7 separate regions of the Sus scrofa genome follow, and regions 1, 2, 4, 5, 6 and 7 are each linked to region 3. The links are chromatin contacts, called in public Hi-C and HiChIP or PLAC-seq maps. All regions are on one chromosome and are shown on one strand. The core of a region is the stretch at or near the end of the contact, and the rest is flanking DNA. Distances in the headings are between cores, read along the strand shown. Region 1 has its middle 420 kb from the start of NFIB. Region 2 has its middle 490 kb from the start of MPDZ. Region 3 overlaps LOC106509171 (a long non-coding RNA gene). Region 4 has its middle 470 kb from the start of MPDZ. Region 5 has its middle 400 kb from the start of MPDZ. Region 6 has its middle 450 kb from the start of NFIB. Region 7 has its middle 420 kb from the start of MPDZ.

Evidence for each region. Hi-C and Micro-C count contacts between places; a contact is called where the count stands out from the background. HiChIP or PLAC-seq counts read pairs in DNA pulled down with a chosen protein or histone mark.
Region 1: an H3K27ac HiChIP or PLAC-seq map of skeletal muscle shows a contact between it and region 3. The contact joins two enhancer-like sites. A contact is called at or near these places in 3 of 47 Hi-C or Micro-C datasets (heart right ventricle, omental adipose tissue and skeletal muscle) and 1 of 2 datasets of contacts at active chromatin or transcription factors (skeletal muscle).
Region 2: a Hi-C map of fetal skeletal muscle shows a contact between it and region 3, with 2.7 times the contacts expected there. The contact joins two enhancer-like sites. A contact is called at or near these places in 3 of 47 Hi-C or Micro-C datasets (fetal heart ventricle, fetal skeletal muscle and mesenteric adipose tissue) and 1 of 2 datasets of contacts at active chromatin or transcription factors (skeletal muscle).
Region 4: an H3K27ac HiChIP or PLAC-seq map of skeletal muscle shows a contact between it and region 3, with 7 times the contacts expected there. The contact joins two enhancer-like sites. A contact is called at or near these places in 2 of 47 Hi-C or Micro-C datasets (fetal heart ventricle and mesenteric adipose tissue) and 1 of 2 datasets of contacts at active chromatin or transcription factors (skeletal muscle).
Region 5: an H3K27ac HiChIP or PLAC-seq map of skeletal muscle shows a contact between it and region 3, with 7 times the contacts expected there. The contact joins two enhancer-like sites. A contact is called at or near these places in 5 of 47 Hi-C or Micro-C datasets (fetal skeletal muscle, heart right ventricle, retroperitoneal adipose tissue and 1 more) and 1 of 2 datasets of contacts at active chromatin or transcription factors (skeletal muscle).
Region 6: a contact with region 3 is called in an H3K27ac HiChIP or PLAC-seq map of skeletal muscle, with 5 times the contacts expected there. The contact joins two enhancer-like sites. A contact is called at or near these places in 1 of 47 Hi-C or Micro-C datasets (fetal heart ventricle) and 1 of 2 datasets of contacts at active chromatin or transcription factors (skeletal muscle).
Region 7: a Hi-C map of psoas muscle shows a contact between it and region 3, with 1.9 times the contacts expected there. The contact joins two enhancer-like sites. A contact is called at or near these places in 2 of 47 Hi-C or Micro-C datasets (embryonic fibroblasts and psoas muscle) and 1 of 2 datasets of contacts at active chromatin or transcription factors (skeletal muscle).

What each region holds. Positions count from the first base shown.
Region 1 is chr1:208,600,130-208,602,844 of Sscrofa11.1, reverse strand. No RefSeq gene overlaps it. Among named protein-coding and RNA genes, the nearest start is that of NFIB, 420 kb to the right of the region's middle. Within about 2 kb of position 1,459, at least 3 of the 83 cell types and tissues checked have an H3K27ac peak or open chromatin away from gene starts, as enhancers often do. A contact at or near this core is called in skeletal muscle, where this site is marked.
Region 2 is chr1:208,685,732-208,688,478 of Sscrofa11.1, reverse strand. No RefSeq gene overlaps it. Among named protein-coding and RNA genes, the nearest start is that of MPDZ, 490 kb to the left of the region's middle. Within about 2 kb of position 1,373, at least 2 of the 83 cell types and tissues checked have an H3K27ac peak or open chromatin away from gene starts, as enhancers often do. A contact at or near this core is called in fetal skeletal muscle, where this site is marked.
Region 3 is chr1:209,055,547-209,058,366 of Sscrofa11.1, reverse strand. The region is part of intron 2 of LOC106509171 (a long non-coding RNA gene); the gene reads right to left. Among named protein-coding and RNA genes, the nearest start is that of MPDZ, 120 kb to the left of the region's middle. Within about 2 kb of position 1,301, at least 13 of the 83 cell types and tissues checked have an H3K27ac peak or open chromatin away from gene starts, as enhancers often do. A contact at or near this core is called in fetal skeletal muscle and skeletal muscle, where this site is marked.
Region 4 is chr1:208,707,823-208,710,696 of Sscrofa11.1, reverse strand. No RefSeq gene overlaps it. Among named protein-coding and RNA genes, the nearest start is that of MPDZ, 470 kb to the left of the region's middle. Within about 2 kb of position 1,371, at least 3 of the 83 cell types and tissues checked have an H3K27ac peak or open chromatin away from gene starts, as enhancers often do. A contact at or near this core is called in skeletal muscle, where this site is marked.
Region 5 is chr1:208,784,234-208,787,115 of Sscrofa11.1, reverse strand. No RefSeq gene overlaps it. Among named protein-coding and RNA genes, the nearest start is that of MPDZ, 400 kb to the left of the region's middle. Within about 2 kb of position 1,390, at least 7 of the 83 cell types and tissues checked have an H3K27ac peak or open chromatin away from gene starts, as enhancers often do. A contact at or near this core is called in fetal skeletal muscle and skeletal muscle, where this site is marked.
Region 6 is chr1:208,633,282-208,636,162 of Sscrofa11.1, reverse strand. No RefSeq gene overlaps it. Among named protein-coding and RNA genes, the nearest start is that of NFIB, 450 kb to the right of the region's middle. Within about 2 kb of position 1,367, at least 6 of the 83 cell types and tissues checked have an H3K27ac peak or open chromatin away from gene starts, as enhancers often do. A contact at or near this core is called in skeletal muscle, where this site is marked.
Region 7 is chr1:208,760,365-208,763,425 of Sscrofa11.1, reverse strand. No RefSeq gene overlaps it. Among named protein-coding and RNA genes, the nearest start is that of MPDZ, 420 kb to the left of the region's middle. Within about 2 kb of position 1,690, at least 2 of the 83 cell types and tissues checked have an H3K27ac peak or open chromatin away from gene starts, as enhancers often do. A contact at or near this core is called in skeletal muscle, where this site is marked.

The DNA.
Region 1 (2,715 bases), core at 210-2,709, 460 kb after region 3:
AGAGAAGAGCTCCTCACTGACTAGGAGCATCTACCTTACACCAACATAAAAAGAGCAGGAAATATACTTGCGCATTTAAACAATTATGTATACAGATTAAGTCTGCTTCAGCAGCCAATGCTACCCCTCATTAATATAGTAGTCAAGCACAGAGCTGTCTTCCAGTAGCCTTCATTCTTCTGGCATCTGTCACAGTGTTTGGTACATCAATGTTGTTGACCAAATGACTGATAAACTCTGAGAAAGCATCATTGCCATTTTGTATTCTATCCTCCACTGAGCTCCTTTTATTTCCTCTCCTGAAAGGTACCACTGCCCTCACAATACCATTCAGTCACCCAAGTTTTCTCTATTATACTAATCCCTCCAGTCGTACCAAAGCAATATTCTTGGAACAACATTTTTATTCCATTAAAACTTATGCTTATTCAGCTGAATAGAACTGTTAAACTAATGGATGCCAAGGTATAAACAGGTAAAATGATTTATTGTGTGACCATTATTGATGGAATAAAAATATATATTCGTATTTTTAAAAGGGAAAAGTATACCTTAATATGAAAAATAATCACAGACTTTTTTTCTAACATTAGTCAAAATTCAAAGAGCTCTATTTTGAGATACACAATATAGATGACTGTTCCCACCTAAATAGACAGGATACAATCCCTGGAAGAAGTAAGGGCTTGTAATATACCTCGATTATCAAAAGGACAAAAAAACTTAGCTGCAGGTTTCCACTGTCTCCAAGTCCTTAGGGTACCCCACCATTCATCATTTTCATAGATGTTAAATTTTAGATTTTAAAAGGATGAGTGTATCATCTGGCTCAATGTCTCACCTTAAGAGACATATGTGTTGCCATGATCAATACTGTAATCTTTTACATAGTCAAAGAATTCTATCCCCCATCTTCTCCTCACCAGGCTAAGCAGCCCAAATTCCTATAGGAATTTTTTGCAAATATATTTTAATCCATTAATCTTTTTCATTTGCCCTCCAGTTGTTCACTCTTTCTCAGGTTACAAGGTTCAAAAAGGGACACGAGATTCTAAAGAAAGACATAACAAACAAGGCCGGCCAGCCAGGCCTATGTATAGACAGAGTTGAAAGCTGCCAGCCTGGTTTGATTTGAGATGCAGCAAAGCTCCCGGCTCTCCTCCCCTCCAGCCCCCCTCTCCAAGCCAAATATAGCTCCCCTGTATTCCCTGCCAAAGCCGATTTTCCCATCACTGAGGGGCCTCTGGGAAAGGGGCAGAGGAAAAGTGACTGATACTTCTTAAGAAAACGGACTTGGCTTCATGCTAGATACATGATGTGCATTATTTCATTTAAACTGTGCAAGTGTTTTAAGATGTTATTAGTGCATATAATATGAAGAGGGCAATAAGTAGTAAGGGAAAGATAAGAACTTAAGCTCTCTAGTCAGACAGACCTGGTTTGACATCCAGTTCCAATATTTACTTGCTGTCAGACTGTAGCTAATTTGTTTCTCCTCTCAAAGGTTCAGTCCTGCCCTACCCTGTCCACTAGACCTACTACATAGGATGTTATGATGAAAAAAATGAGAATCTATGTGCATCACTCAGTTCCTACCTCCTAACAAATACACAGGTATATCTGAGCCACTGCTACCATCATCTTCATTTGGCAGATAAGAACATTGAGAGTCAGAGACATTGAATCACTTGTCTCAGGGCACAGAGCTAGGAAACAGGATAGAGAATCTGAACCAATTTGGCTTCCACAGCTTGTGTTCTTTCCACTGCGCTCTCTCTCCTATGTGCATCTGAGTTGCCTGGGAGAATGTACCAAATTGTTCCGCTATCCCAAGTGTAGACTGCCCCACTTAGGAACTCAAGTATGTTGCTTTGCTGTGACATCAGCAAGCACGTAGGTAGGTAAGACTTCAGAGTTGGAGAGAATGAGTCAGATGACAAGTTTCCAAGAAAATGTCGTTCCAGGAGAGAACGGAGCAAAGTGGTGTGAAGGAGTTGGATGGTGCAAGGCCACTGTCCAAGACACTGGGAATATTTGAGAATAGAGCCCAAAAGCCAGGCATAGGCCGTGTTGAAGGCAGACTTCACCTAAGTCACCACGGCTCTGGCATGAGCTTGAGAGTTTCAGAGTTCACATTCCTGACCTTGACCTGCCTCTGAAAGCATCTCCAATTTTCAAACTGATACAGGAGAAAATACTTCAAGAAAGTCAGGTAGTTAGTCCAGGAAAATGAAGACCAAGAACAGCCCAAAGATGAGTTTCCCTTGTTCATTTTCTGAGTGTCAGCAGTCAAGCTGGAATCCATACCTTGAGTTGCTATTTGTGTTGTGCCTTGCACTTTACCATGTCTATGCATTCAAAGTGTAGTGGCACAATTCATGACTCTAAATTTGGACCTGGGCAGGTCAAATCCTGTATCCTTCACTTAGAGCTGTGTGACTCTGATCAAGTCACTCTAACCTCTGTGCCCCAGTTCCCTCATCCATTAAATGGGGGATAATCAGAGTACCTTCAGGGCTGAGTGAGCTTTCAGTGAGTCAGTATAAGCAAGAGATGCTCAACAGATTTTTAGCTGTTACTATTCTTTTCATTAACCCTCACATGGAGTCAGGGAGCTGAGACAGATGATAGTTCAGGGGTTTTCTTGTCAAGCTGTCCCCAGCGAGCAGTGAGAACCCCAAAAGAACACTTAGGACCCAAAGTCACATTATCTTT
Region 2 (2,747 bases), core at 124-2,623, 370 kb after region 3:
TACATTGAAAGAAAAGAATTTTGATAGCAGACACAGAAGGAGGTGAGTACTTTTTCAATCCAAATACCTTTTAGGTTTTACTGCTCACTCTCTGTCCAAGAAGGGAATCATGGTGGGGGGAATAGGATTTCCAGCTGCTAGGGGTGGATGAATGCAGCCAATGGATTTATCCCTGGTGAACATGGAAATTGAAGTCACACCGAGAAGGCAGCTATTGCTGAGGAGATGGCCAAGAAGAAGTGAAATCAAAGGCATGGCCAATATGGGTGGGTGAATCAAAGGCAGAGAACAAGTAAGCTAGAATACAGGATAGGATGAAGGAAAGGGTATAAAAAGGCTCAGAATTTGGGATATGTTTGCCAAGGATGAATGAGTTAATCCAACAATTGGCTTTTAATTGTATGCTAAACTTGGGTCTCTCTATGACCATAGGTCTTTCCATGACATCAGTGTCATGGATGATGACTGGCCATCTGGGTCACTATTCTGTATAGAGCAGTTTCACAGAGGTCTGTGCGACTGTTAAAAAAGGACACTAATCAGGTAGGAAAGGGGTAAGTGGGAAGTAGGACATTGAAAAGCTAGGATGGGGACATGAAAATGATAGAAACCAACAATGGACTGAATCTTATTAAAATAACCTTGGTGAACCTTTGCATTAAAGACCATGACCTTGGGCCCTGGGACTGCATTTGGTGTTTAAATAACAAGGCTGGACCTTGCTGCAGCCTTACCTCATGGCTTCCAAACATTACATCTTTCCAAATTGTTTGGGAATGCATAGCCCCACTGGCCTCCTTTGGCCTAAATAGGTCATCGGGAGAGGAAGACAATGTTGAGTGTAATGTGAACTAGGATTTTGGACTAAATGAGCTTTCTGGCTTCTCAATGATAGTGGAAACATTCACAGACAAGGAGAGGCTGTGAGGGCGTATGATAGTTTAGCTGGCCCCTGCCAACTTTCAGTTCTTCCTGCGGGGCAGAGATCTTGAAAGTTACCACAAGGGTGTTTGTCTCTAAGTACATGAGTAAACATATGCATGCATGACCCACTGTGTACTCTCACATGTATGATCTCATGCTGGTTCTCACAAAGAAACTCCACCAACTTTGCCAAAGCCCTTTGATTGAAGTCCTTCCCAAAGAGGGAGGAGAGCCAGCTACCCCCTACCATTCCACACAGGCATCAGAGCAAGGTCCACACTCTGGGGAGTGGCCGATGGTGCTCTCCAGACCACAGCAGCTGCAGCTTCTGAAGCCCAGCTCCATCATCTCATTTTCCTCGCATCAGCAGCACACAGCTGCCTTCAGTCAGCCCATTGGGAAGGGAGTGGAGCTTCCCGCCTTCTTCTTGAAGTGGCATCAGCTGTGCCCCTTCTCCTCTGGCTCCACCCACATTCCACAGCTACATTCAGTAGCTGCTCACTCAGCCACCTCTAAGTCTAACCCGTTCTTGGCAGAGTGTTCTGGCCAAGTTTCTGACCACAGCTGTTCCACCTAGAGTGCAGCCGGTAGGTCAGAGAATGACCTAAAACAGCTGCCTGGATCAGGATAGGCTGGAAGAAAAAGGGAAGTGTGTATGATCCCAAGATTTGATGAAGATGTGTGCATTTGCAAATGTAGAGAGAACCTCTTTCTGCAGGTAAAAATGGGTTAGCCATATGTGGTCATGTGAGGGCAAGTCTGTGCATATCTGCTGGGGGAGAGTGTGGTGTGGGAGGTGGCTAAAAGTATATGTAGTCTGTATTTATAGACTGGCTAATGTATGTACGTTACTTGATCTAGCTCTTAAAAAGTTGGCAAGCCAAATTAAATTTAGGTGTGTCAAGATGATCTTGCTAATATATTTAGAGCACCATATATCTGCATCAGTCTCATTGTTTATAGCATTTGGGCATGTGAAGTGAGCTGTTTAAAGAACATCTAAGGCTGTATTCATATAAATCTGGGGTTTTTACTTTAGCCAACATCTTTAAGTGTTGCTCAGAGCTCCCTGAGCCCTCTTTGAAGCCCTCTGCCTAAGACTGCCCTTGAAGATGAAGTTTATCCAGAAGCTCTGCTTTGTCAGAGCCCAGATGCTTACATGTGTGATGGCACCAGCCACATGGCTGTACAATGCAGGATGTGCAAGCTGCCAATTGACATCCATATGGACTTCATTCCCCTACCAGGATTTGGCCCTGATCACTTCATTTTCTCCTCTTTTACCACTGCACAACTGAAAATGGTGCCCTCCCCTCAGCCCCACCAGCCTAATATGTGTCCTGGCATCTGGCAGGGTGCTAATTTCTGGGCTAATCTAAGGGGGGCACCACACTTGATCTTCTTTCAGACTTCATGTCCTCACTTGTTGATTGTGTTTTAGATCCAGCAAACATGGTTTTAGTTTGTCCTCCAGATACTGACAAGCAGAGAGTGCTCCATTGGGCAGACAGTTGTAATTTGTGAGTTGGATTTGCTGTTATGAGTTTTGTGGTTTGCTTTGGGGTCTATGTTCCCCAACTATTGCAGTGTGTGTTCCTTTTACTAAACACAAAAATAAATAAATCACAATAACCCTTCCTCTTGTCCTCCTTAATGGATACCAAATGAAGCAGTATTAATGTCATTTAAGGTGGAATCAAACTATGGGAGGAGCCTTAGCTATCATTTCAGTCTAACTGAACTGTTGAACATTTGCCATGTTCAAGGGACCTTGTCAGGCTTGTGGTGATAATGTGATGAATAAGTTATATATCCACTTCACA
Region 3 (2,820 bases), core at 52-2,551:
AAGAGTCTGAATTGAATCCAAATAAAATGCATTTCTGATGCAAGCCCGATGACTGGTGCCATTCTACGCTGCATTATGTCAAATTAGAGTTCGGTTGGAAATGAGGTTCCAGAGATCTTACGTAAATGTCGAATGCATAGAACATTGAGTGAATAAGGGTTCTGCACAAGTGCAACATCCCGCGTCTATAAACCGGTTCCTCCTTCTCCTGATTTGACCCTTATTCACCAAGACCAATTACAAAATTAGGACCCCCTAATAAAATAACAGAATTCAAGTGTGAGGGAAAAGTTTGTGAAACTTTTGTTGTAACTCTCTTCTCATTGTTTACAGTCAGCTTAATTTTGACATTGACCAATTCAGATGTAGTATGTCCTGACAAAATGAAAGTAAGTTCAGTGTCCATGAGAGAAACAGATGATGAGAGATCTACAAGAAGAATTCAAAATTGCAGACTTTTGTCTGTACTTCCCTCTTCTGCAGAGAAATGGTACGGGAAGAAATCTTAACACTCGTTGTGGAGTTGTTCATTGCTTCCGGCCCAAGCTCTGTGCAAAGGATAGACTACTATAGATGCATATGTTGGCTGAAACTTTGGGGTTTGATTCACATTATCTCCCCATATTTTACCCTTCCATCCCTAATATTCCATTTTATCATCCCTGCCACTTCCCATTGTGTGCAAGGTGCAGTATTTTGTGTCAATGAATAGCCGCAGATAGGTAGCGAGCCAGAGCCAAAAGGAACTCCTTATGAATCCACACCAGCAAGGAGGGGTTGGCCAACTGATGGCAATTTACTTCCTTTAAAATAATCTTTTAAAAAAGCCTCTGCTGGCCTTGGGATCCAGGCACATCAATCAATCCATTAAGTAAGTAAATAAGGCAATAACTAAACAATAAATCATTTTGAATTTCACACATGCACAGACCTTTTGATACATAAATTACAAGAAAGCTTTGGATTCAGGGGCTGTTCAGCCTATCACCCAATAATTTTGCATACAAGATAAAGAGCTATTCTACACTGTGGGGTACTGCTCATTCTGGTCCCCAAATCATGGGGCTTCTATGCATCCCTTCGGTGGTGGTGGTGTGTTTTATGATGCATGACATGGGAGTTGTGTGTGTGTGTATGTGTGTGTGTATGTGGTGAGGGGCATGCTGTTAGGGGGAAGCCTACCACACATTTCTGCCATCACAGACTGTGGGCAAACAGCTGTCTCCACAGCTGAGGCCACTGAAACCGCCTGCACTGCTCCAGTAACTCGAGAGCACAAGGCTGGTCCCTGGATGGCACAGAGCACGGTGCCTGCAGCAAAGCGCTGGAGTTTTCCCGGGGCTGAGCAGGCGGAGACTTTGCCACCAGACACAATAAGCATCTGAAATGGGGGCTCATGAATAATTCATCCTTAGTGTCCCATGAAACAAAGAAATGATGTTTGCTGGTAGATAACTGTGTTGTGGCATTTGTAAATCTTTCTGAATTTGAAGTTGATCATGTTTCGTGTTGGTTGAGAAATAATGTTTTTTTTTTCTTTCCTAAAACAAAAAGTTGGTAGTTCAATGTAATAATCCTATGGTGAATGTCTTCCACGAAATGCTGGATGGGTTATACTAATTTGGCTCATGATTTAGGAATTTTTAAATATCTCCTTCAGGGAAGAGGGATGTGAAAATGGTTTTACTGCAATAAAATACAGCAGGATACCAAGTTCTCAAGGAGACTGTGTTTTTTTCCTTGGTAGGCAACCAGCCCACTTTTGCTAATGCAAGTTTCATTACTGTAGACTAGAAAACAGTGGTGCTTTCCAGCATTGGAGGACAGTGTCAGGAGGAACACTCCTTCACTTTTCACTAAAATATTAGTAAAAATGATACTTTGGTGAATTGAGCCCCAAATTGTTTCAGTGATAGTTAAATACCCACGAATTTAACACTAGTTAAATTGGCAATAAAATGACCCCCAACCAAGTTGAGCCACCATCCTGTTTCTGCACAATAATTCTGGACCTAATGCCAGTAATCTATAAAGCCGCTGGGTAGAGTGTGTGCATTTGCATAACGAATATTTCTAGTGTTGTATAAAGTAGCTAGCTGTTCAAACTTACCATAATTAGTATTTATAATTAGTATCCATGTATTCATTTCATTTATTCTTTAATATCTGTGTACTCATTTCCCAGAGAAAAGAAAAGAAATCAATTTAATAGTTCTTCATTATCTTTGAAACGACAACCTGGCAAAACAAATCATGGTGAAATACTCTGTCATCTCTCCAATAATTATCTCAAATCTGTCTTCTATTATTCACTCATACTTTCGCCATGATTTTTTTTTTTTTCAGTATGTCTTTGTTGTCTCTCTGGCTTTAAGGTTGCCCAGAAATTATTGTACAGCCATAAAGCTCACACAATCTGATATGATTGGCAGGGAAAGTCGGAAAGAAGGCAGGCTGATTTTGCTGAAAGAAACAAGCAAAAACAAAGTATGGATCTGCCAATTATATGCTGGTGTGAAAACACAATTCTTTCCTATTTTCAGGTGGGGTGTTGGCAGTTGGGGTGTTAAACTGGTAGCTCATGGGACCTCCAATCCGAAGGAGAGCCATCAGTGCAGTGTGGAGTGTGTTTTGGGGTTTTGTTGTGGCAATTTGTTTCCTTAAGCTCCAGTAGTGTCCCAGCGAGTAAACTCAATATGTATAGGTAATGACTACTTTTCTTTACCTTGGCTGTGTAGGATTAAGATTGTAAATAGAATTGTGGTGGGGTAGAATTTGCTTCCTACCTCTCTAAAAGTTAAGTAGATTTCCAGTGGAGAT
Region 4 (2,874 bases), core at 122-2,621, 350 kb after region 3:
GCCAGGGATCGAACCTGCATCCTCATGGATACTAGTTGGGTTCATTACTATTGAGCCATAGTGGAAACTCCCTGGAAAAGTTCTTCTGAAGATAATAGATTAAATTTACTTAAGTCCCATGCCATTCTTTTGACAGCCTATCTTACTCCTTGGTTGAAGATGTGTTGGTTGACATAGGAGCACTATTTCAGAGTTCATACTCAAGGGGGGGTTTATATTCATTGGTCAGTTTTTCAAGCATTATCTCTCTTCATTAATACCATATACATTTTAGATTGCCTACTATGTGCAAAGTTCTAAGCTAGACACTCATTACATTATTGCATTAACCTTGGTCTATCTTGAGTTGCAGTCATCTGTTAGTATGTTACTCTCCTAGATGTCTGGGCTTTCTGAAGGCAGGTACTGCATTTTACTCATAGGTACCTAAATATTTGATTCAAATCATAGCTCAATCATTCACTGTGTTGGTTTTGGTGCATTATGTATTGTCTTAAGAAACCTTAGTTATGTGAAACTAATAGAGGGCTATTTACTGTAGAAATCCAGAGTGAGGATTTAATGTCTGTAGAAAAACAAAGTCAGTACTCCGTAACTGTTTTTAGGTCCAAGCATATTAATCAAGGCTTTTGAAGGACAGAAGAAGGATAATAAATATTATTTGAATGGAATTATACAATAAAATGCAAGGAATCTGGTAATAACCACACGGAAATATACATAAAGCCTGGAAAGTGTTTTTAAAGGTACACATCAGCTCCCAATCAACTTCCTCATAATTGCAACTAACACCCTGCTTGTTTCTCAAAGACAAGGATGTACTGAGACCCTCAACTTTTGTATTTGCTAATCTGTACATTGTAAGTACTTAGCACAGAACTGACTCATTGTCTGCATGGGGCAGCACAAGCCAGCATGGGGCCCTGGCTGACTTTAATTTGGAATCCTGAGTGAGCCCCACAGCAGGACACCTGAGCTCCCATCAACTGCCCTTGTCAATCATTTTGCCTTTCCCTCCAGTTCTATTTCAGATAAGACCCCCAAGGAACAACAGGAAATCATGCCATCCTCAGAGGCTGGGCAAGTTCAGCCTCATCCGAAACCCAAGTTGGCCTAACAGCTTCTTGTTTTAAAAATAATTTTTAGGGCTTTGATAGCGTATCTCTCAAGATGCATTTTACCAGGGGATGGCTGTGTATGAACAATTAGCTTACCACAGAAGGGCCTTATTTTTTTAACACAGTAGATTTAATTTATCCTGCAACCAGGAAAATCCAGAAAAGAGAAAGTATTAAAGCAACAGAGAAAATTGGAGCACTGACAATGTACAGAGTCAGCATTTCTTTGGTTGAGCTCAGGCTGTGACAGTCATCTGTCCAGCCCTCTTGTTCATGACCTTTCAAGACTCTTCTGAGTGTCATGACTTTTCGCAACACACACGTCAATAACTATCAAAGTAATGAACTGAAAAGGGAACATGGCCAGGTAGGCAAGTGACATTGAGTGCAAAATGGCCCATTTTACTCAGTGACTTCCTTTCACAAGGTCACTGAAGCCCACACTGTTTGCTTTTCTCTGTTTTTCCTATACCTCAGGTCCTTCTTTTATTTGTCCATTTTCCTTACATGTCACCTTTTTACCTAATAACAAAAACCCACCACCTTAAACACTCCAAATCTTCCAGGCACTTTGTACATGCTTTAGGTAGATCATTCTACTTCCCTCACATATCAGCCCTCTGAACTGGGCATCATTATTCCCATTTTGTGGATGTGGTAACTGAGACAGATGGAGGTAAATGATTTGGTCAGTTATACAGCAAAGGAGTGGCATAAAGATTTCACGGCCTGGAAGTTCCTATTGTGGCTCAGCGGAAATGAACCCGACTAGTATCCATGAGAATGTGGGTTCAATCCCTGGCCTCACTCAGTGGGTTAAGGATCTGGTATTGCCACAAGCTGTGGCATTGTTTGTGGATGTGGCTCAGATCTGGTGGTGTTGTGGCTGTGGTGTAGGCCGGCAACTACAACTCTGATTTGACTCCTAGCCTGGGAAATTTCACATGCTGCAGGTGTAGCCCTAAAAGGGGGGTTGGGGGGGAGAGAGAGATTTCGCAGTCTGATCTGACTCCAGAAATGATACATTCCTCATCAGTACTCTCTATGTAGTTCCCCACTTCTGCACTTTTCTCTTTGAATATTTAGAAGCTAAAAATGGTATTCTTAAATGCTTGTATCAGAGAATATGACTGTCTACATTTTAATTTTTCTTAGAAATTTTGTAATGTGAGAGGGAGGCAAATGCTAGACTCCAGTTTCCTGAAGAAACATTCTCTCCTCCTTTTCCACAAAATAAATCTCATACAAAGGCACCAAACCCAAAATATACAGAATATTAAGCCTTTAGAATTTCAGCATGCAGGGGGACACACGGAGACCAGGAATTGCTCTGTAATCCCAGCTCCTAGTGAGCAACAACATTCGAAAAGAACTTCCCCACAGACAGAAGAATCCTCATTTTATCTCTGGATGAGTCCAGGCACAGGAGAGTTGAATAATGCTGAGCCCTTCTAGAATTCTTTTTCCTAAATTTAATTTTATGACCTCAGTCTGATGGGCAAAATATGTCTTCAGGGCTACCAAGTAGGGGCACCTTCACAGGGACAATGATGTGAACAGCATCTTCCAGAACTGTTTACCAGGTGACCTTGTCCATAGAAGAGTTCTATCAATGGCACCAACAATTTACCAGAAAGATGTTATAGGCCTGTTGCCTTCTCCTTCAACTCTGTGCCTGTGACAAAAGAATTAAAACAAAACAAAACACTGAGACTTCAATGCCTGGAGTGACATGCTTTTCTGATTAATTGGTATA
Region 5 (2,882 bases), core at 141-2,640, 270 kb after region 3:
GAGAACCATGCTGTAATAATAACCTATAAACTAGATATTCTATCAACTCTAAAGTATTGCTATGCTTTCCACATATTCTCAGGAGTGTTGATTCTCTACATTTTCAAATCTGAAAATATCCATTATTTACCATGTCTAGCAATGGCTGGAAAAATGTTCCTCAACCTCTATGGAGAACTAGTTCCTCTTCTAAAGGAATATTAACAATGATGGCTCCTCATCTCTATTACATCCTTGACCATTTTCACTTCCCAAAGTATACTGTTAGTAACATTTAATCTGAGTTCTGCATCTATTCAAGGTGTTTGCCAATCTGTCCATTTATTCTTGTTCTTCTAGCACTAGGCATATTTCCTAGTATAAAATATGTGCCCTGTTAATATTTATTGAAAAAATAATATATCTGGTGACCACTACATCTGGCTAAGCACAATGTCTGATTTAATTCTCACAATATCATGATATATGATTACTATTTCTAATTTACATATTAAGACATCAAAGTTGGAGGGTTTTTGCTTCTTTAAATTTCTATGCCATAATTGGCAGAGGTAGGAATTTAAGTCATGTTTGTTTGTCTCTATGATGTGTAGATAAATATTTAATAACCAGCTCTCTGAGAAGCAAAAGCTGTGATTAGTAGCACATGCCAATTTCCATGATGTAAATACTCACACTGTGGTCAGTTTTAACCTATTAAAGTAACATCAATGGGTTCACAACATTTAACAGCTTGCTCTTGCAAGCTGCTATAGTCTGGCTTCAGCACACCATTAATTTCAGTGTAAGTATAGAGTGCTTTCAAGTTAAGCTCAGGCTGCTGGACAGGCTGTTGGTCCTATCTCGGTAGCTGAGGATCTCACCAATAGCTAGAACACAGTCACCCCCTGTAACCTTTGGCTGTTATGACCTCTATATTCCAGACTATTTTGCAGCTGGTCATATCATGGACAAATCCACTCATCAGAAATGCTCTCCCTTCCCTAAAGAAACCCACTTCTGCTCTTAGGCATGAATTAAGCAGAACAGAAGATTTTAAGTAATCCCCAAATATGGCAGTCTTCTGACTTCCTGCCTTAAAATAAAAGGGGGAAAAAAGCATAACTATTTGTTTATCAAGGAGGACTTCTTTGAGGTGTTTAGTTGTTTTGTGACAGGAATGGCAGTTGATAAGTAGTATTCATGTCCAAATAACGATGTTATTATCTGAAGCTGCTTATTATTTGTGTCTTCAGGCAGAAAAAAAAAATTTTTTTAATCTCACTGAGTTCCTAAAGTTTTCTTGGGATTGAATCCCTAAAGTTTTCTTGGGATTGTCTGGACTCACTTGGAATGCTAGTGAAATCCACACAGGATGATTAGAGGGGAATCTTTCGGCACTCTTAAAAAACTCTCACATTATTTTCTCCCTTGGGAAGCTGCTCAAGAACATGTTGTATTGGGAGTGAAAAGCCGCTAGGTCAATGGAATCATTTCTTTGTGACTTGGGGATTTCTCAGAGCCAGAAATGTTATCCAAGCTTCATCCCTGTGACTGAGGAAAATTGCATCAGCTGCTCACAGGATACCAGATTTCAATATGACATCTATTTAAGCAATGCCCTGGATGGCAGATGTTGGATCTTAGTTACTGGATGCATGTGTGAGTGAGTGCATTGGAGCCTGGCTTGTTCTCTCTGGCTTGCTAACAAAAGTTTGAAAAATTATTTGGGAAAAGATAATGTCAGACTAACATGACTGTCAGGAAGAAAAGTTGCTACTTATGCATGCTTGTGAGTGTATACAAATTGGGTAAATACAGTTCTGTATGCATTGGCTAAAACTACACATGACGTGGATGAAAGAAGACAGAAAATAGGTGAAGTCTACAGGTTAAGGTCAAGAGACTTCATTTTTTCTGCTCTACTCTCTAACTCTATAACTTGGAAACATTACTTAGTTTTTCTTGTCCTTAATACTTTTGAGTAGAAACATGGGGTTTGAAATCTATACAATCATTTACTCCTTTTTTTTTTAATTCCTATATTTCAAGTGATAAAATTAAATAATGGTTTTATTGCCAAAGGTAGATTGAACAAAGCATATATCAAAGGGAATAAAAGATACCCCAATAATAATATTGAAAAAATAAGTTATTAAGATTTAAGAAAAGTCCCTGTGATTTTTTTTTTTTTTGCCTTTGACCAAGGCAATATCCACATACATCTGGACGAAGGTGAAAAAAAATATGCCAATCACCCAGATGGTACTAAGTGTTTGATATCTGTCATCTTACAGGCCAAACACCTGGATAATTGCATTCATTTTCACTCTTTAGCCAGATGTTTTGAAATCATAGAGGTATGGCTTAGATAAAAAGTAGATGCTTTTAATTCACAAGGCAGAATAAGGTGCAATAAGGGGTAAGAAGGAAAGAAAATGAGCAATTTTTGACCACCTACTTCTTGTCAGATATTTTCCTTCCTATTTTATATTTAATCTTTATAAGAAGACCATGAGGCATTATCCCCCACTTACAGGTCAGGAAATGGAAGCTCAGGAATTTAACTTATTTTTCAATGTTATATTTGTAATAAGTATTAAAGCTGGGACCCAAGTTTCTTTATGATGGAGAGAAGTATCAAAAATGAATACAATTAATTTATAGGTAATAAAATTAAGAGCTGAAGACAATAGAGTTGCCACATAAATAAATAAAAGAGAGTATACAGGCACATATAGAAACCGACCTGAACTATTGTTCATCTGAAAGACTTTTTAATACAATCCCATTAATAGGTATCTGTAGAAGGAGTAAGGAAAAACCAAGACAAGAGAATTGGTTCAGTATTTCATAGTTCTCCTGGTTGCACCATGTTTTTCTTTGGCTCCGATCAAATGATA
Region 6 (2,881 bases), core at 118-2,617, 420 kb after region 3:
GCACCAAAGCTTAGTTCTCTTGGTTTCACCATCTCCCACACCATGTAATTCCTGGAACTCCATGGTGCACAATTATTAAAATCTATTGAAGGCACAGGGTAGGCAGAAACTCCTGATAATGGGCACAACTCATACCAACCAAAAAACCAGAGGTCCCATGGGACTGTGGGTGAGTACTGAGGCCTGTGGGATTCAACCATCATTCAGCATTTACCCCATTTGATCCTCACTTGCATGTGGTCTGGACCAGGACTGCTAGGTTCCATTTTACAGACGGGAAAGTTGAGGCCCAGGAAAGCTAAAGAATTTATCCAAGATCACATTGCTGACAGCTTAGATTCCAACCCTAGTTTTCTAACCTCAGAATAAAGTGGTTGTTTTTTGTTAACAATGAACGATGAATTTGTTTTGAACCAATTCTAAATGTTTCCATGACTTCTTCTCTCACATCTTCACCCTTCACGCCATCACATGATAATGCTTCACATGAGAATTGAACAATTTAATATTTAAGGCGAGAGAATCCATTCACTTGAATCCTACCACCACTAACACTGCATTAAGTCATCTGCAAAAGCGGCCAGTGTTGTGGGCTGGCTGAGGGCTCCCCTCTCACTGTTAAGTCAGTGTTAAATTCTATGAGAAGTGACACCCTACAGTATGCCGAGCCTTTCAATGTTCCCAACCACGCTCTGACTGCATTATACAAAAGGCAAACACAGGGGCTGACCTCCTTTGATGCCAGATTCCCACTCTTACCATCTCTGATGGAAAGTGACCTGAGGAGGCCCTGCCTGAAATAAAGAGGGTTGGAGTCAGGCACCCCCGAAATCAGAGACTTTCCTCCCCAGGGATGGCTGTGTGCAGCCCTGAGAGCATGATTCTTGGATGCTGTTTCAGAAGGAACCACGAGCCATTTATTCTCAGTCTGAAATTGGCAGCCTTTACGTTTGGGGGAATTTTTAATAGGACTAACAGAGGAACCAACACTAGGGATTATTCTCTCAGTGTGGGGTTAGATGTGTAATGCATATGTTTGCCCTGAGGACCCTCAACCACATACTATAAAACTTTGTTAAAATGCTTTTCCCCTCAACTATTAACATTTTCCTGTGTACATTGTGTAGTTCTAAAGGGCCCAGCCAAAAGTTTATAAAGCTATGTTCCCCCACAGACCATTACTTTTGTGCTAATTAATTAGGGAAACCAATATCTCAGATATGAAATTCCAAGCTCCAGTTGCTCAGTTTGGCTGCAAATCTGTTTTCCTAATTATTGACTACTTTCTGCTACTTTAAGTCCACCACCTAAGCTCTTGGACAGAGCCGGCTTCAGGGAGCGGGGGAGGTCTCCAATGGCAACGCCGTCCACGTTGAACGGGGGAGTAGGAGGAAGGCCTTGCAGCTGTCGGAGTCACTGAGGATTTGGGAGGAAGTAAGAGGAAGAAAAAAAGGAGATTTGCAGGACAGACTTGGGAGAAAGACCGAGACCTTTTGACAAAATTTTGGTGAGGCATAATCCTCGAAAATTACTAAGGCACTGACATGCTTAAGGCAACACAGTCTTCAAAAGGTCTCTGTCAAGGAAGTACTGATTTAGACTCATCTAGAAAAATATCGGCATATGCATGGTTAGTGTGTTCTTCTGCCCTTGATTGGTTTCATTTCATTTCTGAATTCCTGGAGGGGGCTAAATTTTTATTTCTAATTTGGTAGGAATTTAGGCAGTTTTCCCATTGCTCCCAGTATTTCCGATTTACATTGCAAATCTAACTGTTTACCTTTGGGGATATATACATACACACACACATATACACATATATATGCATATACATGTTGGAGAGATTTTGAAATCTGCCTATGATGCGATTCAGTCACCTGTCCACTGCAGAAGACTGGATATAGCACAATGGGTAGTGATTTATGAAAAATAAAGTCATAGCATGTTTTTACCACACTAAGCTGAACGGTAATAAACCATTTAATTGCCATGTAAAAAACAAAGAGATATATATCAGTAAAACCACAGGGTCCATGTGAAAAAATAAATATAGGAGATATACGTATATTGTTTTCTGATTATACTGATTTTATAAAGAGAATAGGGAGAAGTTCCCATTGTGGCTCAGCAGAAATGAACCTGACTAGTATCCATGAGGATGCAGGTTCAATCCCTGGCCCTGCTCAGTGGTGATGCCATGAGCTGTGGTATAGGTCACAGACATGGTGGCAGGTAGGCAGCTACAGTTCCAATTTGACCTCTAGCCTCAGAACTTCCATATGCCTTAGGTGTGGCCCTAAAAAAAAGAGAGAGAAAGAACAGGAAAAATCACCTATGTTCCTTGAGTATAAACCATGATGCTGGTCCTGGACAGTATGCTCTGCATATGCTGTTTCAGTTGAGACTTTCTAACACCTCAAAAAATGTCTTTATCCCTAGGTGACAGTTGGGAAGTTCAGAGGTTACGTAATGTGACTAAGGTCAGCTTCTTAGAATATGGTAGAGACTAGACTGGAACTCAGCTCTGCCCAGAAAAAAAGCAAAGTTCTTCCTCCTAAAAACTGTTTCTTGGAAAAAATAGTTGCATAGCATACATATGCAGGCAGTTTGTCCTTCAAATTTTACTTTTAATTCTTCTTATGGATGTTGATGTCTAACACCCAAAGACTAGTTTCTGAGTACACACAAAAGCTTTCTTGTTAGGTGTTTTTACCCTAGTCACATGGGGAAGGCCATTCCTTAGCAGCAGCCAGGTCTTAGTCAGGGCTTAAGAGTTAAACAGGATTTCCTGGGGCAAAGAAGGAGAATAGAGGACAGAGTCAACCGCACCAGGAACCACAGCCATGGGATTGTTGTACTATGGCATTTATTTCTGGGGACT
Region 7 (3,061 bases), core at 441-2,940, 300 kb after region 3:
TGTCTGGAAACTATTGCCTTTGGAATGGATTAGCAATGAGATCCTGCTGTGTAGCACTGGAAACTATGTCTAGTCACTTATGATGGAGCATGATAATGTGCGAAAATAGAATGTGTACATGTATGTGTACACCATGTTGTACAGCAGAAAAAAATTGTATTGGTGAAATAACTATTAAAAAATAATAATAATTTTAAAAAGTCAGTCTGAGAAGGCTTTGTTTTGGGAGACTCTATACAAAAATTCTATTTCATCTAATTTTATTATTTGTCTTTAATTCTATCTTATCTAATTCCAAAAGAATCAAAGGCATTCTTTATGTTTTTTAGGGCTGCACCCATGGCTGGAAGTTCTTGGACTACAGGCTGAATCAGTTGCAGCTGCCCACCTATACCACAGCAACATCAGATCCCAGTCACATCTGTGACCTCTACCACAGCTTGCAGCAATGCAAAGCTATCATTTTAAAAGTCAAGCTAAAGAGCACTATGTATGTATGTATGTATCTGTCTATCCATCTATCTACTGTTTGACCTAAAATGAATAATTTTTCATTGTTGCCTAGGACAGAGAAGGTCTTAACCTCACCCAAAGACAGAGGTAGAAAACTGGGTTCTCTGAAGATTATGTCCAGGTTTCCCTGATTCCTACTCTCTTCCTCTACCCCCACCACAGGGAAAGAGCAGGAATGATGCCCGATTGCCTTCATATACCAACAAGAACCTTCCAGGAGAACCTTCTAGGATCTCTTGAATGTTGTAGAGCTTTGTGACGGTTAATGACATTCGGGTCCAGAGGGAAATAAACCGGAGTGGTTTGGCGGAATCCCACCTAGCATGTATCCCACCTAGCATGTATCCCACCTAGCATGCAGACCTCTTTCTGCAGTCCTGGTTGTTTGTGATAAAACACTATATTTTAATGAATTTTGTGTCATTAGCCAGATGAGTACAATTCTGGGCTTTGGAGGGGGAGAAATTAAGGACGTAATCTTTGTGCTGTCACTTCCTCACTGTAATGAGGTACAGTGGATGGTAATTTATAAAACTGTTCTAAATCTTGTTTCTCTTACCTGCAAAGTGAAGCTCAAAAGCCTCACCCAGAGGTTCTGAAGGGCATGAGATGAGAACACATGTGTGAAGTGCTGAGTACTGTGCTGGCACATAGCAAGTACTGGCTAAGATAAAAGCTACCAGAATTAGCAGGCTTGCGATTCTAAACTCTTGGTGAAACTTAACCACCAAGATGTTTTTTAACTATACATTTGAAAAACGAATCACTTCAGGCTCTCTCTGTAATATTCTTGTTTGTAGTAGTCATTTTCAAATGAAAAAAAAAATTAAGGTCTCTTTTTAGTTTTATTCTTTGAATTGAATCAACTCCATGTACTATTAACAAAGGGCTCTAAATTTGTGTGCAACATTAATATCAGAATCTAAAATCAGACTCTCATAGAATAAAGGGCTCCATGAGCTAAGGGCACAGAAAAGCTGGAAAACGGTTTGTCTGACAGAGGAGCAGCTAACTCCTTCTCATTCACCTCAGTCTCACTCAGGGGATGAATTGCTCCTTCTCTTCCTCTTCATCCCCCACATCCTAAACAGATTTCCTGAAAGACCTGGTTAAGTTCTCATCCCCTTGGCAAGGCATCTTGTCTGCTGAGCCAGTCAGCTGTCTCATTGAGATTCACTGCCAGGTGGACAGCTTTGATGGCAAGGAGGTGGCGTTCCGCCCAGTTAAGCAGCTTTCAAGCCTCGAGCCATAAAGATGAGCTGCTGGCCCTCCTTCCTCCAGGAGGAAACTGCAGACATATTGCCTGCCCTTGGAAGTATGGCTTTCCTGGGGTGCAAATTATTGAGCTGTGCAAAGCACCTTACTTACTGCTCTCTCCTCAGAGCACTTGAAACACAGAATGTGTCCAGTTTCTTGTGTCAGCTTTTCTCCATTAAAGGTGCTGTTTAGGTAATTAGCTTGAGTTTGAAGTAAGCAGAAAGTTAGAGGGATATATGGCTTTCCCAGTCAAGGTTTATTCTTCTATTCACCAAGAATTCTGTGCTATAAGAGACATCAGACATAAAGACCCCATGTTTCCAAATGAACCTTCTTCTATTCCACAGGGTCTTGCCTAACTTTTAAACTAAATAAACCAATAACTGTTACACCATTAGTCATGATGCTATGCTTTCTAGCCCATTTTATAGATGTCAACCCTGAGAATAGAAGATGGTCAAAGATTCAAAGAATAAGACATTTAAAAATCAAAAGAGAAACTTCCAAGTATTTTTTCCTATGATTTGCATAAGCCCATTTAAAAATATAAATAAGAGGAAACAAAAATCACCCGTTAAACTGCCAGTGAGAGAGCGAACAAGGGAGACTTACCTAGATGACTCACTCACAGGGAATGGGCAATGGGAGATTTTTTGAGGAGGACTTGTTAGGGGTTGGCAGTGATATCATTCTCACCATCTCACTGTCTTTCCCAATGGGGGCGAGGAGCTCTTGCTCACCCTATGTATTAAGAAAGATTTTCAAGGAACCCATAGGCCTTGGTGTGACTATTCAGGGGTTCAGTGAGTGAAGGGTACCAAAACCTGACATTCACTTGGAAAACCTAGAGTCATTCAGCTGTTCTGCTAGTGAATGAAGAAAAAAAAAAAAAAAAAACTGTTGCCATTTTGGGGTCAGCACACAACCAGAGTGTGTCCAACTGAAAAACGCGTGGACATTTACTGCATGACATCCTGGGGATTAAGCCAAATCTGAAACCTTTAAAACCCCGCTCAACCTAGAAAAGGCATGGGACTCTCATAGAGACCATTTAATTGAAGGACCAAGGGAAAAGCCAGGGCTGTAGAAGCTGGAGGAAAATAGGCTGGTATATCACAGATATACAATCAAATTTGGGCTCTGGAAAGAAAAAAAACACATAAGTACCCAACAGAAAGTGATTCTGCCCCTCCTAAATGGGAGGAGGCCACCTTGTAAAAGCACAAGCCATAAAAGAATACCTCTGTCCTTCTTTTACATCCTCCCTTCCTTGTACCCTTTCTCAATTTCC